5 separate regions of the Gossypium hirsutum genome follow, and all the other regions are linked to region 5. A link is a contact called in public Hi-C data. All regions are on one chromosome and are shown on one strand. Each heading gives the region's core, a stretch centred on a gene start, on an enhancer-like site or on the middle of the called end of the contact. The rest is flanking DNA. Distances are from core to core; before and after follow the strand shown. Region 1 has its middle 27 kb from the start of LOC107903703. Region 2 holds the start of LOC107903689 (DExH-box ATP-dependent RNA helicase DExH15 chloroplastic). Region 3 holds the start of LOC107903704. Region 4 holds the start of LOC107903702 (protein PLASTID REDOX INSENSITIVE 2, chloroplastic). Region 5 holds the start of LOC107903697 (NLR family CARD domain-containing protein 3).

Region 1 (2,700 bases), core at 69-2,568, 390 kb before region 5:
CAAATCAATGTAAATTATTAACCAAAACACATTCAATTTTTTATAATATTTTTGTGTTTTTTATTTATTTTTATGATATACTTTTTTTATGATTAGATTATAATGTTCCATGTTAAACTTTAATATGATATTAATTACATAATACATTATCAAATTGAAAAATAACTAAAAGCTCAACTTATATTTTAAATAAGCTTTGAAATTATAAATGAAGTCCAGCTCATTTAGGTCTATAAGTACTTTATTTTTTCTATTTTAAAAAATGTTTATTATTTAATGTTTAGTAACATATTTTTAATATTTAGATTATAAATATTAAATATTTAATATCAATACCATATTAATTACATAATAGATATCATTTTTTGTTATTAACGCTTCTGTTAATAGTAGTGTTAGAAAATATCGTTCCTTGCAGAATCACTCCTTGGTAAGATTGTACTATTTACTCCACTATTGGGATGCCTTGAAGAGCATGACTTGGAAGCTCAAACACAGAGACTATTAAGAAGTTTAGTTCTTAACTTTTCTCGGGTATATAACTACTTCCTCTCCCTCCACATTGAGTAAATTGTTAAAGCACTTGTAGTTAAGTTTGCAAGTAGCACTTTTTTTACCAAAATGAGTTACAAAAGTGTAATTTTCACGAAACTATCATTATATCCACTGTCTTCATAATTGTTCTCTTAGTACTCACTATTAGTAACATGAACGTGATTTCCTTCACCTTGATTACTCATCATTCATAGCATACTCTTGTGAGTTAACAGGCATCTTTTTCATATCTACAGAATATGCAACTTGTTTCACAACTGTTCTTTTGATAACTATCTTGAAAAAACTAAATAACGGATCTAATGTTTCATTTAGGGATTTTTGATCTTTTGACAAATCTAAATACTCAAAATTTACTTTGAACTTTCATTCAAAGATCACGACAACCACTACAACTCTGACCATTCCATCACACTTATTTTCCATGATATGTTCCGATCTTTCTCTTCACAATACTTCATTTTACCGGATTGTAACTTTTGCTCACTTAAACAAAGGAACACATAACATTAAAAAATATATTATAAAATTAAAAACATATGAACACAAACTTGGATATAAGAGCGCATCTCATATTTGAAGTCAACTATATATATTTGCGCTTAATCCCAATCCTTTTACTTTAATAGTTTTTATCCAAAAACATAGCAATTGCAATCAAAACTTGAAAAAGAGTTGAAATTGTAAGAGCGAGAGGAGAATGTGGTCCTGCGGAGGGTTAGGGCATCACGAAGGAGCAGTCTTTATCGGACAAGCAATTAATAAATTACTTAATCATACAAGTGGGCGAGAGGACCATTGGTGCCCCCACAATTCCCGGAACTGCCCATGCCCCTACCTGCTCAGCTTTCCATGTATGAATTCCATGCTACTATTCGTAATAATTAATAAGAATATTCATATTTCTGCTATTAATATTATATTATTCGTAAGTTTTATATTTTAATTTTGAAAATTTAAGCTTGAACTCAAATGATAATTATTTAATATGTTAATTAAAATTCTATTATTTTTAAATTTTATATTATTATATGTGTAATATTATGTTATTATGATTTTTCTATATAATACTAAAAAAAACTCATCGTTTTAATTAATAGATTCAAATATTATTGAACTAAAATTTCAAAAGTCAAATGATATGGTGATTAAAATGATCAAAAATGAAAATAAAATAATTGCTTTTCTACCTAAAATGTTTGGACTTTTTGTTGAAATCAATAAGTAATAATTTCAAAAACTTTCTATTCATTTGGTAAAATTATCAGTTTGTCTCCTACGATGAGATAACTTCAATTTGACAAATTAAGAGTGTTGGTAAAATCCAACTTATTAAAGATAAAAAAAATTAAATGTTTTGCTAATTATTAGGGCTAGACTTTTCTAGATTTTCCGACAAACCATTTTCTAAATTGTTTGTAATATTGTTCTGTTAAAGCATTAAACTTGCTCCAACACTCTTTAGAACTTGTTGTACCAACTTTAAAAGACCTAAATTTAGCTTTAAAACTTTTGCATTAACAAAATACAAACTTTTCACGACAAGATAATTTCATGTTATAACAAATCTCACTTTGATTTATCGGTAGATGGATGGGAAGTTGGTTTCTCCAATTTAATTAATTTCTTTTTTAAAATTTTAGATTAATTTAATTTCGAAAGTCAACAACTAAGGATAACTAATTACATTGTTAATGTCTTCTATCAATTGTACATAATTTTGATTGGTATTGGTATAATAACAAATTTATCTTTCAATGTTTATATATTTTGTCATTTTAGCATTAATTCTAAATGTAACACCCCAAACCCGGTCTAGACATTATGACCAAATCTGGAGATGTTACATATAACAACCGAAAATCCAGTTCTTGTAAATTTCGGAAAGAGTCGTAAAGTTTTATCATTTAAAAACCTCGGTTTAAAAGAAAACATATCTAACTTTACTTTTTAGTTGAAAACGACACTTGCTTACATTTTTTAGAACGTATACTTTGCAGCTAAAATTCTTAGATCAATATGTACAAGAAAATCGAGTTTATTTCCTAGAAATCAATTGTTTTGAAGGAAAAAATAAATTTTGTCGATAAAACGTTTAAGTTAAGTAGTATTTTATGAAAAATGAAAATAAAGTTTAAAATCCCA
Region 2 (2,700 bases), core at 32-2,531, 360 kb after region 5:
CGACGTGGAAGTGATGACATCATGACGTTGGCCCTGAAATTTTGAAACTTTGCAATTGGTCCTATTGCGTTCTCGAGTCAACAAAAAACTATCATAAGCTCGGTTAAGACTTGTTTTGATTGTTTATCCATAAATGAATATGTTTAGCATTTAATTACACGTGCATGTAAATATTTTTCTATAAATTGACTGTAGTTGCTCCAACAGCGACTATAGCACCTTGTAGCTTGGACCCGACAACTGGGTCAAGCGAGGGGTGTTACAGATAACTAGTGAGTCAATATTTGCTTTTATTTTGCTTTGCGTGCAAAAACATTGAGGACAATATACAAGGGTACCAATGTAATTTATAAATATTTTTATTAAACCAAATTGTTTGAAAAATACAAGTATACAAAACGAATATATTACACTTGGGGCACTAGATCCAACAATTACTTTTTTTATTAGTTCATTTACTCACTTGCTGATCACCTAGCCCTTTTAATGAATTATTGTTTCACTAATTCACTTATTACTATTGGCATCAATAGTCTCTTATTGAATCTTCTTCTATTAATCTATCACTACTTGCACTTATCATCAATGCCATTTTATTCCTATCTTTTTTAGCTTACATTGAAATTTTACTTCCAATTATCAATAATTGTAACATTTAGCCCTTAGTAAATTCTAGAAAAATTCATTTGGATACTCGGGATTTCAACCAAACACTATACACTAATTTGCACTAAAGGTGTAACCAACCTTACACCAAATCACTTAAGGTCCTCACTATGAACTTAAGTGTTATGCTATATGGCATAAATATCTGTCTTCACACTAAACACTATCTTCAACACAAAGCGTGCACATCCTTATTAGTATGCTAATTGTACCCTCACTATTTCACTAAGTTTACTAGAGCATTGCACTTACTTATCACATTTTCAAAATCTATATTGTACATCGTTACCACACAATAACTCATGTACACATAATTACATACACATTTCTAATATTGTTTGTTTTAAAAGCCATTTATGATTATTCGTTTATCAAGTATTACTTTGTGCATTTCACTGGTTCACCTATCAACTTTATGGACACTTCACTTTGCTCATAATCATCATTGCAATTTACTCATTCATTTATTTTGAAATGATCTGATAGAAAAATATAATTTTAAAAATTAAAAAAAGATAAAATATTAAATGGAGCGCTTTTTTTTTTTGGTGAAGTTGGGAAGCGAAAAAATCCTCATACAAAAAAAATCTAGTGTAACGCTGGCTGAAGTAGACAACGAAACGAAGCAAAGATATTCTGTAATTTATATAACAAAATAAATATTCAAACCGCCGCCGGTTCAATTTTGTATTGGTTGGTATCCAAATGGATTGTCCAGTGGTGTAAGTAACTCGGTCTACAATACCGCTGAGCAACTCCCGCCATGAACACTCTCTCAATCCTCACCCTTCCTTCTCTTTTCCGACAAGCCAAACACTCCCAATTCCCTCACTTCCGCTCCATTTCTCAATCCCTACCTTTCCCTCGCCCCACTTCCATCCTCTCTCCGCTTTCTTTTCGTCTCTCTTTCAAATCCCCTCGCTCTCCCTTCTCCGCTGAGCCCCAACTCTCTGACGAGGAACTCGAAGATGACGAAGACGACGATGATTTTGAAGCTGCTGATGAATACGACGAATACGAAGACGTTTCCGGTGAAGTTTCCAATGATGTCCGACCGAGCGAAGACGAAGATGAAGACTATACCGAAAACGAAAACGAAAACGAAAAAGAAATCTCAGTGGATTCATCCAACTGGCAGATAGAATCCACTTGGCAACGAGTTGAAAAGCTTTGTAATCTAGTTAAGGAATTGGGGGAGGAAATGATTGACGTCGATGCACTCGCTGATATTTACGATTTTCGCATTGATAAATTTCAGGTTCCTTATTTTTAATATGTTCTTTAAAGATAAAAAAGAAGAAGAATTTGAAGTTCTAATGATCTTGCCCTTGTATTTTGAAGAGAATGGCGATAGAAGCATTTTTAAGGGGTTCGTCTGTGGTGGTTTCAGCGCCCACCAGCAGCGGAAAGACTTTAATTGCGGAAGCTGCTGCCGTGGCGACGGTAGCCAGGAGAAGGAGGTTATTCTATACAACTCCGCTTAAGGCATTATCCAATCAGAAGTTTCGACAGTTTAGGTAATTAGAGCTATTTTCTTCCCCTCTCAACATGCATAATGAATTATAATTTTCGTTTTCTATTACCTTTTTCAAATAATTTTAAGTTTCGTTAGTTTGTCAGTGGTTTTGGGTTGAAACATGCTATTAATGCATTAAATTTTAAAATTTAAACCTCACCATAATTGTGGAGTTCATATGGCCTCCAGGCTCCAAATAACTTTCAAGGCGCCCTGCCACTATGAATAGTGGCATTGGGTCATGCTTACATTGTAGTGCAAATAATTATAGGTGATATGAACCCTTCGAGCTGATATAGTGATCTTTGTTGTTTTAGGGAGACATTTGGGGATAATAATGTTGGCCTTCTCACAGGAGATTCTGCTGTCAACAAGGATGCTCAGATTTTAGTCTTGACTACAGAGATTCTGCGGAACATGCTGTATAATAGGTACATCGGATAACAGTTTCAGGAATTTCATGGTATGAATGGTGGAAGAAATGTACTTGGTATTTCCAAAGCATAAGCATGACATTT
Region 3 (2,700 bases), core at 141-2,640, 450 kb before region 5:
AGTCGGGTTGGTGGATCATCTGAAGACAACTCGGGTGATCGGAAGGGTGCAGGACCCTCTATGTTGCCCACGTAGAGTCTTTTGAATCTATCACATGTTAGGCCCGAGTGGTAGGTATAACAGAATATAACCTCTAACCATATAAATCTTAAAAAGACTAGAATATAACCATTTCAAACACATATCATATATGATACTCACCCGAATTAACCAAACATAGGTCCTAATTTTAAAGCCAAGGAAAAGCTTTTCCAAATATATTTCCATCAATGAAATATCAGAGGAAGAAGAAGCTGACAAAGGAAGAACTCAACCTAGAATGAGAGCATATTGACTACAGGAACCGCTTCTTATTCCTAAAATGGCTTAAACATTACATATTCTAAGTTTTCCACTTAGTAATTAACCTGCTAGTGATCTTGACTCTGCTAAGTTTGTAGCACTACTATTAATGTAATGAAAACTCAACTTGGAATGAGAACAAATATCTTAGTTATTACTTATTACCCATCAGATGACTTTTAACATTACAATTCTTACATTGTCTCTTATTTAGTTGTCAACCTATAGAAAATCTTGATCACACAAAAGCCAATCAGGATACAATTTAACAAGCCATTATTAGATTCCACTAATATCCAACAAATAAGGAAATAACTATTACCTTCTAAGCTGCTTTGTAACAGTCATGTTACAGATATATGGTGAATTCTTGGGAGGTATAGGTGTAGGAGGAGAAGCATTAGCACCCCTTTTATCAAAGCAAACTTCAACGGTCCCAGCAAGTTCATTTCCTTTTTCTCCACCTTTGTCTCTATAAAACCCAACAAGAGTCACCGCATGTGGCATCACAGCTCTTCTCTCAATCAAATACTGTTTCACCAAAAACCTCAACAAAGCCCCATATCCCAAAGGCATCAACATTGACTCTGCGAATGACTCAGCTAACAACCCAGCAGTCAAATCCATCTCCTCGTTCCTCATTACCCGAACCCACAACGACCCAGATTCCAATTCTTGGAGATAAACAAAAGACTCCAAGGCTTTGAGCTTTTCAAGCTCCTCATTGGACAAAAAACGGCTTCCCCTAAATGGGTCATCTAGAAAGGAGTAGTACTGAGATGGAGTGACAGAGTTGGGGGAGGAAGAAGGGAAAGAACATCTGCAATTGCATTGGTGGAGTCTTTGGAGAGAAAGAAGAGGGTTCCTAGATGAGAGAAAGGGAGGAGTTTTGGTGGGATTAAGGTGAATATGGAAGTGTTGACGTTGGCTAGGATCTAAGTAAAGAAACGGTGAAAGTGCTGCTGCCGCTGCTGCCATAGAAATAGGATAGCTTTGGTTTAAAAACAGGTTTGATTGATGTATTTACGATTTTATTGGTTTTCTTAATTAAAAAAAAAAAACCTTGTAGATTTTGAATTTATTTATTTAATCCTTTGGTTTAAATTAACAGTCACACGCTTCGAAAACAAATTTATGCTTAGTAAAACAAATATGGAAGGGTTAAATTCTGCTATTAGTCCCTGTGCTTTACGAAAGTTGTGCATTTAGTCTTTGTATTTTAATTTGGTCATTTTCAATCCGTATTTTTTAAAATTATAAAATTTCAGCCCTCGCTAAATGATAATTTTTATTTTCATTAAGTTATGCTATTTTTAAAAACTTATTCTGAAAACACATTATTTATGTATAATGCTATATCATCTTTATTATTCTCACATATTACTCGTTGGAAATCTAATTAATAGATTAACGACTATCATTTTCATCTTTCCGTCATGACTGGAATTTCAAGGTTCGAAAAATATATGATTTTAGAATGATCAAATTAGAGAATATGGACTAAATTTACAAGCATACGCATAGTAAAGGACTAATAATTGAATTTAATCAAATGTATTTAACTGCTATTATTTGAGTCAGGGTTAAAATTTTAAATTTTGAAAAAATACAAGAACTAAAATTAATCAAATTAAAATATAATGACTAATTCTATAATTTTTATAAAGTACAAGAACTAATAGTAAAAATTACCCATATGAAATATATCTTGATTTGAAAGGAATAGTAGCTTGATATTTTTTATTCTCTCCTAAGTTTTGATACTTGCTCAAATTTTGCTACTCTCACGTAATTTTTTGGTAATTTCTCATAATTTTTTAGTACTTCAAAATTTTTTATATGTTCTCGTCATTTGTTATTGCTTTCAGGTTGTGGCATGAGAAATTAATTTTTGATGGTAAAAAGACATTATTTTGCATCTTAATAAAATTTATTATATATACTAATAAATACAAAATATTGAAAATTAATAAATAAAGCAAGAGGAATCAATATTTAGTATTCCTCATAATATTTGGTACTTATATTTCCTCATAATTTTTAATTAAACTCTTAATTTTTTTTATGCTTTTAAAATTAAGTTTTGATCTAGAAAATCAATTTTCGATCTAAGAAATATTATTTTTGCATATTGATAAAAATTATTAATTTTACATACTAATAAATTTATTTATATATAAGGATAAATTAACAAATATTGAATATTAAATAAATAACGTAAATTTTTAATATAAACCAAAATTAAAAAATTCTAAAATAATAAATACACCTCATATAATAAATATCAAGAAAAGCTGAAGTGATTAAATGCACTCGATTAAATACAAAAGAACAACTAATTTTCAATATATGTAAACA
Region 4 (2,700 bases), core at 12-2,511, 360 kb before region 5:
ATGACACAAGGCTCCAATAAAATAAAAAATTCTGTTCAGTGGTACATTCTTTCAATTAAGTCATGCAAGTATGGAGGATCTTCAATTAGCAATGATAACAGCATGGGCGATTTTGGAACTTGAGGAACGCAGAGCTACACGAGGGCCGTCAATCCAATCTAACTACCAGCAGTTTTATCAGAAAATACAAAGAGGGATACCATAATACCAATCAGAATGCATCAGGGAGCAGAATTGCAATAACATGGGGCTGGAAGCCGCCAAGTGAGGGAAGAGTCAAAACTAAATTTGATGGAGCCGTTCAAACAAACAGTCGAACAGGTGGTATTGAGTATCATTGTTCGAGACTATCAATGTCAAGTTTTGGCAGGTTCGGTGAAGAATATGCAACATGTGACAAAAACAGCGAAGGTGGAAGCAACGGCTGGCTACAGGGCTTTCGTGTACACAAAAGAGTTGGGCTTATAAAGGATAGAGCTGGAAGGTGATGCTTTAAGTCTCATTGAATTCAACAAAAACCATTCATAATATATTAACAGTTATTCCGAAATTAGCCGTTCCTGGAAAAGAAAAAGGGAAAGTACCTTAACGCAAACGTCAATGACAGAATCAAGGTCATCACCAAATTTGTCTTTGTCTTTGGATAACTTGTTGAAAAGCTCAGCTTTAAACTTCTGGGTCTCCTATTATACCAAATATCCACAACAATAATCAAAAGAAAATCTATCATTGGAGCTTAAAACCATAATACGTTTTTCTAAATATACAAGTGTATAAACTTACGGCTTCAGCAAACTTAGGGATAGGGTCATGGTAAACGTATTTCTGGGAATGCGAGGCTCTGAGAGCGCTAAGGAACGGTTTTACGGAGATGGGTTTTGAAGAGAGGGTTGAAAAAGAGGGAGGAGGAGGAGGCGGGTTTAGGATAAGGCCGGCGTTTCGCAGGATAAGAATGGTGGAGGTTGGAATTTTGGCGGGAGTTAAGGGTGGGTGAATAGAGACCAACGAACACGAAGAAGACGCCATTTTCGGGTGATGGATTGTAATGGACGGAGTTGGACTTTTAATTTTGGATTTTATTGGGCCTATGATTGATTGTTAATTTGGGGGCTAGGGTTGGTATTGGGCCTTTTAGTTCATTTTTCTTTTTTCTAGATGTATTACAAGCGTAAAACTTGATTATTTCACATTATGTATTTTAAATCAATATTGGTTTTTTTCATGGTTAAATTTTATTATTAGTATCTGTATTATGCATAAGTTGTGAATTTAGTCATTATACTTTAATTTAGTCATTTTTGATCCTTATGCTTTTAGAATTTTAAAATTTTAGTCTTGACCAGATTGTGACTATTAAATTCATTAAGTTATACTATTTTCAAAATTTGATGCCCCAAATATATTATGGTATGTGTAATGTCATATCAACTTACTATTTCTATATTACTCACAAAAAACCAACTAATAAATTACAATTGTCATTTGTATTAAGATTGAAATTTTGAAATTCGAAAAATATATCAACTAAGATTGATGACTAAATCTATAACTTTACGCATAATATAATACTAATAGTAAAATTTAACTAAACAAACTTAATTGTTACAGTTTGGTTAAGACTAAAATTAATGAACTCAAAATTAAAAAAAAAACTAAAATTAATCAAATTAAAATACAAATACTAAATCCAATTTAAAGGTAAACTTCCTTATTAATGAATTATTGAACAAAAAGAAAAACGTACTTGTTAATAAATTAAAAATTCACAATTAAATTAAATGGAATGTGTGTTAATTTTATTATTTCCTATTTATATTATTATTTAAATTTTTGATTGATTTGGTATTACGAGTCAATTCGGTATCAATTCAATTAAAAAATATAAAAATATTCTTTTGTATTTAAAATAATTTATATTACTTTATGGCATTTTAGTTTTTTATTTTTTAAAAAATTAATAAATAATTTACATTAATAAAACTTTAATTTTATCACTCAACCAAATCTTTATCCCGAAATGTTTTGTATATTTTAATTATATTATGCACATTTTATTACATCCATCAGTTGTATATCTAAATCTAATATAATTCTAATACTTGTATTTAAGCACTTTATTGAGTTAGTGTCACCCTTATCTGAGTCACCAACTCAATTATAAAATTATAGAAATACTCTTTCTTTCCAATAATAATATGACATTTAAACAAAAGAATTAAAAACTATAAAGCTAAGGATTGAACACATGTTCAATAATACTAAAACACAATTTTATTACCACAACACCTATATTCAGAAAAATATTTTTAACATAAAATATTTTCTTTCACCCATATCGTGGTATGAAAAAAATCTAGTTAATTCTCTATAACAACCATTTTTCAAAAAAATTAATAAAATAAAATTTATTCCTAAATAAAATAAAAATAATAAATTTTAGATAAGATATTATTTCAATAAAATATTTAAATTTTACATAAAATATTAAATAATATTTTATTAATTAAAATAATCTTTAATAAATGAAATGAAATTAATGGATTTTATTAAAAATATGAAGTAAATCTAACTAATTAATATTAATTTACTATATTAAATATTAATTTATTTTTTAAAAAAATCAAATACAATTTAAATCTCAAATATTCTTATAAATATATAATAGTTTCCTCTTTATAACAATCAAATTTTGATAGATAA
Region 5 (2,700 bases), core at 41-2,540:
AGTCAGCATACCTGACATATCAACACTGCTGAATGCCCTAAGTTCCTTGGCAAACTCATTGAGTGTCAGCTTTGACTGTCTATCAATCTTAGCAGTAACACCTGACAATAGATTTGTTCCTGGGGCAAAAGACCACTTCACTCCTTGTGAAGGAGATTTATTTTCAACAGATGAAGACCTAGATGGCTTCGGCATAAGGAGTTTCTCCACCAATTTCCATAAAACTGTCAGCTGAAGACATCAATTAGGGTACATATAGGATAAACATAACAAAGAATATGTGCTGCACTCGTGTAAACATTCCATACAAAGCCTAACGCATCCCCAATAAAAGGAAAAGAAAGATTCCAAAATGCCATTCATATGCCTAGCGCAACAGAAAGAAATAGTAAGGTATAAGAACTGACAACACGTTGGCTTAAAGACTAAAATAAATGCTAAAGTCGGATTAAAAATCAAATGCCATTAACAAATGTAATGCTTATAGCTATGGCCTGAGTAAGCAATCAAGAAAAACCAGAGCGCTAGTAAATTTTCATTGTGCTCAACCAAATTGGGGAATTTCAACAACCTCATCAAAATTATTGACGAAACTCATGAATTTATAAATAGGAATGCAATCAGTTACATTATTCCAAATTCACCATCCACTAGAGAAGAAGAGAAACGGAAATCCATACCAAAAGTAGCGGCGATAAAAACGCCAGCGGGCGCCACAAAGGTTGCAATCTGCTTCGGAGCACTACTGAGAGGCTGCTTCGCCTGCGACTGTCTGTAAACACGCCGCCTCGCGCCTCCCTCCGCACCGTACGCTGCCGCTACCACCAATCTCTTGGACCTGGAGTAACGTCTCCTAGTAATAAACCAAGCGGAATCATGACCAAGACAGCGGCCGTGGTCCGAAGCCAACGCTTGAAGGCCAAGCCTCTGCTTCATCGGAAGAACCAGAGAATAACGAAACATATAAACAAATAGAGTGAGCTTCACCTTTCGAGAGACCGAAGAGATTTCGAAAAAGAGTGAGCGCGTGTAATTACCTTGGGATGAGAGTATAGAGGGAGAGTGGAAGTGAGGGCCATGGAAGTGGAGGTTAAATGCGCATAAGGGTAGAGAGGCTGCTATCTTGCACCTACCGGTTGGACTTCACAGTTTACAGAGAAGAAGGAGAAGGGATAGGAGCGGCGAACAGAGCGACAGTATCTCCAGAATGTTGTCTAATTATAAAACCAAAAAACTAAAAATAAAAGCATATGGACTTTGCAAAGTTTGCATTCAACAAACAAGACTTTGCGGGTTGGGTTTATCTTGATCCCTATAAGAATTTGATGATGATCTGTCCGGGCCAGGCCGGCTTAAGCAATTTTAATAATTCTCTCAATAATTTTTTTATTTTATATAATAACTGGGTGTCATTTATATATATTTATTTAGATTTTCTAAAAATTGATAAAATTATATATCTATTTTTTAAATTAAATAATAAAATCATACATATTTTATGATCATTTTTAAATTTGATCAAATAATTAGAAACATTTTTTTTTGAAAATAAGACTGGGGTTTTATTGAGATAGAAAAAAAAACTAACAGGCGGCCCAATCAATGGCCCAAAGATATGTCAAAGAAAACTAAATTGAAAACTATCCAACTTCTTTCTAACTAAACGGAACTAGAGAAACAATAAATGAAATTAAAAAAACAATTCAAAACCTAACCCAGTCAAATCAAACACAGCTGGACTCCAAAAATATCAATTGAATCGTCATTTCCAAAGCTCCTAACGTTCCATCGACAGCAGTCCCCAAGGCATTAATACTTCACTCTGCTATCTATTTTGATTTCTTCTTCTGTGAATCAAATCTTCAATCTAGATTTCTTGGCCAAATTTCTACCGAGGCAAAATTATGGCGATCCAGTTCTTCTCCCCTCAGATAAGTAGTCTCTCCTTTTTCAAGCGCATTTTTTGCTAATCTGTGAGCATATGAGTTCTTTGATCTATGAATATACTAAAAAATGAGTTCTTGAAAATCAGATTTCTTGCTCTGAATATCTCTGATAATGGCTCCGATTGCTGATTTGTCTGTGGTAGTCTCCTGACATTTCCTTATTACTGTTCTTGAATCCCCCATAAGTTTTACTGAGTGGGTTCTTAGTGAAATCCCTAGCTTTGTACCATCTAAACATGCATATGCCTCTGCCGCAAAAGGAGAAGGAACATTGCTATGAATAACTGTCTTTAACACTGTTAAGTTTCCCCTCAGATTCCATCCTACCAGGTCGGAAGCTGATCTGAAAGTTTTGTTGTCGTACACAGCATCAAAAAGGATCCTGACTCTCGGTATGTCCTCTTGTACTCCATAGCTTCTGCATATACTCTCATTATTCTTTAAAGCTTTTAATCATTCCTGTTCTGCCATGTATCTTTAAATATTAAGTACTAAAGCCCTTCCTGTTGTGTTTTTCCTCTCGTGAATATATTGATTTCTGGAGAACCATATCCACCACAACGCATAACAGAAAAGAAGACATTGACAGCTGTTACTCCTCTTGAAAACCCAGGTTAGCCACTCCCACATAGATTGACTCGTATTATTCATAATCCATGAGAAATTTAACAGATACCATACTTCAGTTGTCATAGGGCAATCTCGAAAGACGTGGAGGCTTCCTTCAACTTCAGATCTGCATTGGGGACATCTG

What was found. Hi-C and Micro-C count contacts between places; a contact is called where the count stands out from the background.
Region 1: a contact with region 5 is called in a Hi-C map of leaf, with 2.2 times the contacts expected there. The contact joins the enhancer-like site here to the promoter of LOC107903697 in region 5. A contact is called at or near these places in 2 of 34 Hi-C or Micro-C datasets (both in leaf).
Region 2: a Hi-C map of leaf shows a contact between it and region 5, with 2.4 times the contacts expected there. The contact joins the promoter of LOC107903689 here to the promoter of LOC107903697 in region 5. A contact is called at or near these places in 8 of 34 Hi-C or Micro-C datasets (callus, leaf and seedling).
Region 3: a Hi-C map of leaf shows a contact between it and region 5, with 3 times the contacts expected there. The contact joins the promoter of LOC107903704 here to the promoter of LOC107903697 in region 5. A contact is called at or near these places in 7 of 34 Hi-C or Micro-C datasets (callus, hypocotyl, leaf and 1 more).
Region 4: a contact with region 5 is called in a Hi-C map of leaf, with 3 times the contacts expected there. The contact joins the promoter of LOC107903702 here to the promoter of LOC107903697 in region 5. A contact is called at or near these places in 7 of 34 Hi-C or Micro-C datasets (callus, hypocotyl, leaf and 1 more).

Annotation. Positions count from the first base shown.
Region 1 is chrD05:47,371,988-47,374,687 of Gossypium_hirsutum_v2.1, forward strand. It overlaps the pseudogene LOC107902296. Among protein-coding and RNA genes, the nearest start is that of LOC107903703, 27 kb to the right of the region's middle. Within about 2 kb of position 1,319, at least 3 of the 9 cell types and tissues checked have an H3K27ac peak or open chromatin away from gene starts, as enhancers often do. A contact at or near this core is called in leaf, where this site is marked.
Region 2 is chrD05:48,118,526-48,121,225 of Gossypium_hirsutum_v2.1, forward strand. It overlaps LOC107903689 (DExH-box ATP-dependent RNA helicase DExH15 chloroplastic), which reads left to right and starts at 1,282. Exons shown (of 9, transcript XM_016829832.2): 1 at 1,282-1,924; 2 at 2,008-2,183; 3 at 2,500-2,613. The coding sequence starts at 1,430.
Region 3 is chrD05:47,310,993-47,313,692 of Gossypium_hirsutum_v2.1, forward strand. LOC107903704 reads right to left here and starts at 1,391. Exons shown (of 2, transcript XM_016829846.2): 1 at 665-1,391. The coding sequence starts at 1,320.
Region 4 is chrD05:47,404,031-47,406,730 of Gossypium_hirsutum_v2.1, forward strand. LOC107903702 (protein PLASTID REDOX INSENSITIVE 2, chloroplastic) reads right to left here and starts at 1,262. Exons shown (of 3, transcript XM_016829842.2): 1 at 784-1,262; 2 at 585-683. The coding sequence starts at 1,026.
Region 5 is chrD05:47,763,458-47,766,157 of Gossypium_hirsutum_v2.1, forward strand. LOC107903697 (NLR family CARD domain-containing protein 3) reads right to left here and starts at 1,291. Exons shown (of 19, transcript XR_001685898.2): 1 at 1,038-1,291; 2 at 681-927; 3 at 12-224. LOC107903696 (a long non-coding RNA gene) reads left to right here and starts at 1,667. Exons shown (of 5, transcript XR_001685893.2): 1 at 1,667-2,338; 2 at 2,491-2,559; 3 at 2,633-2,700.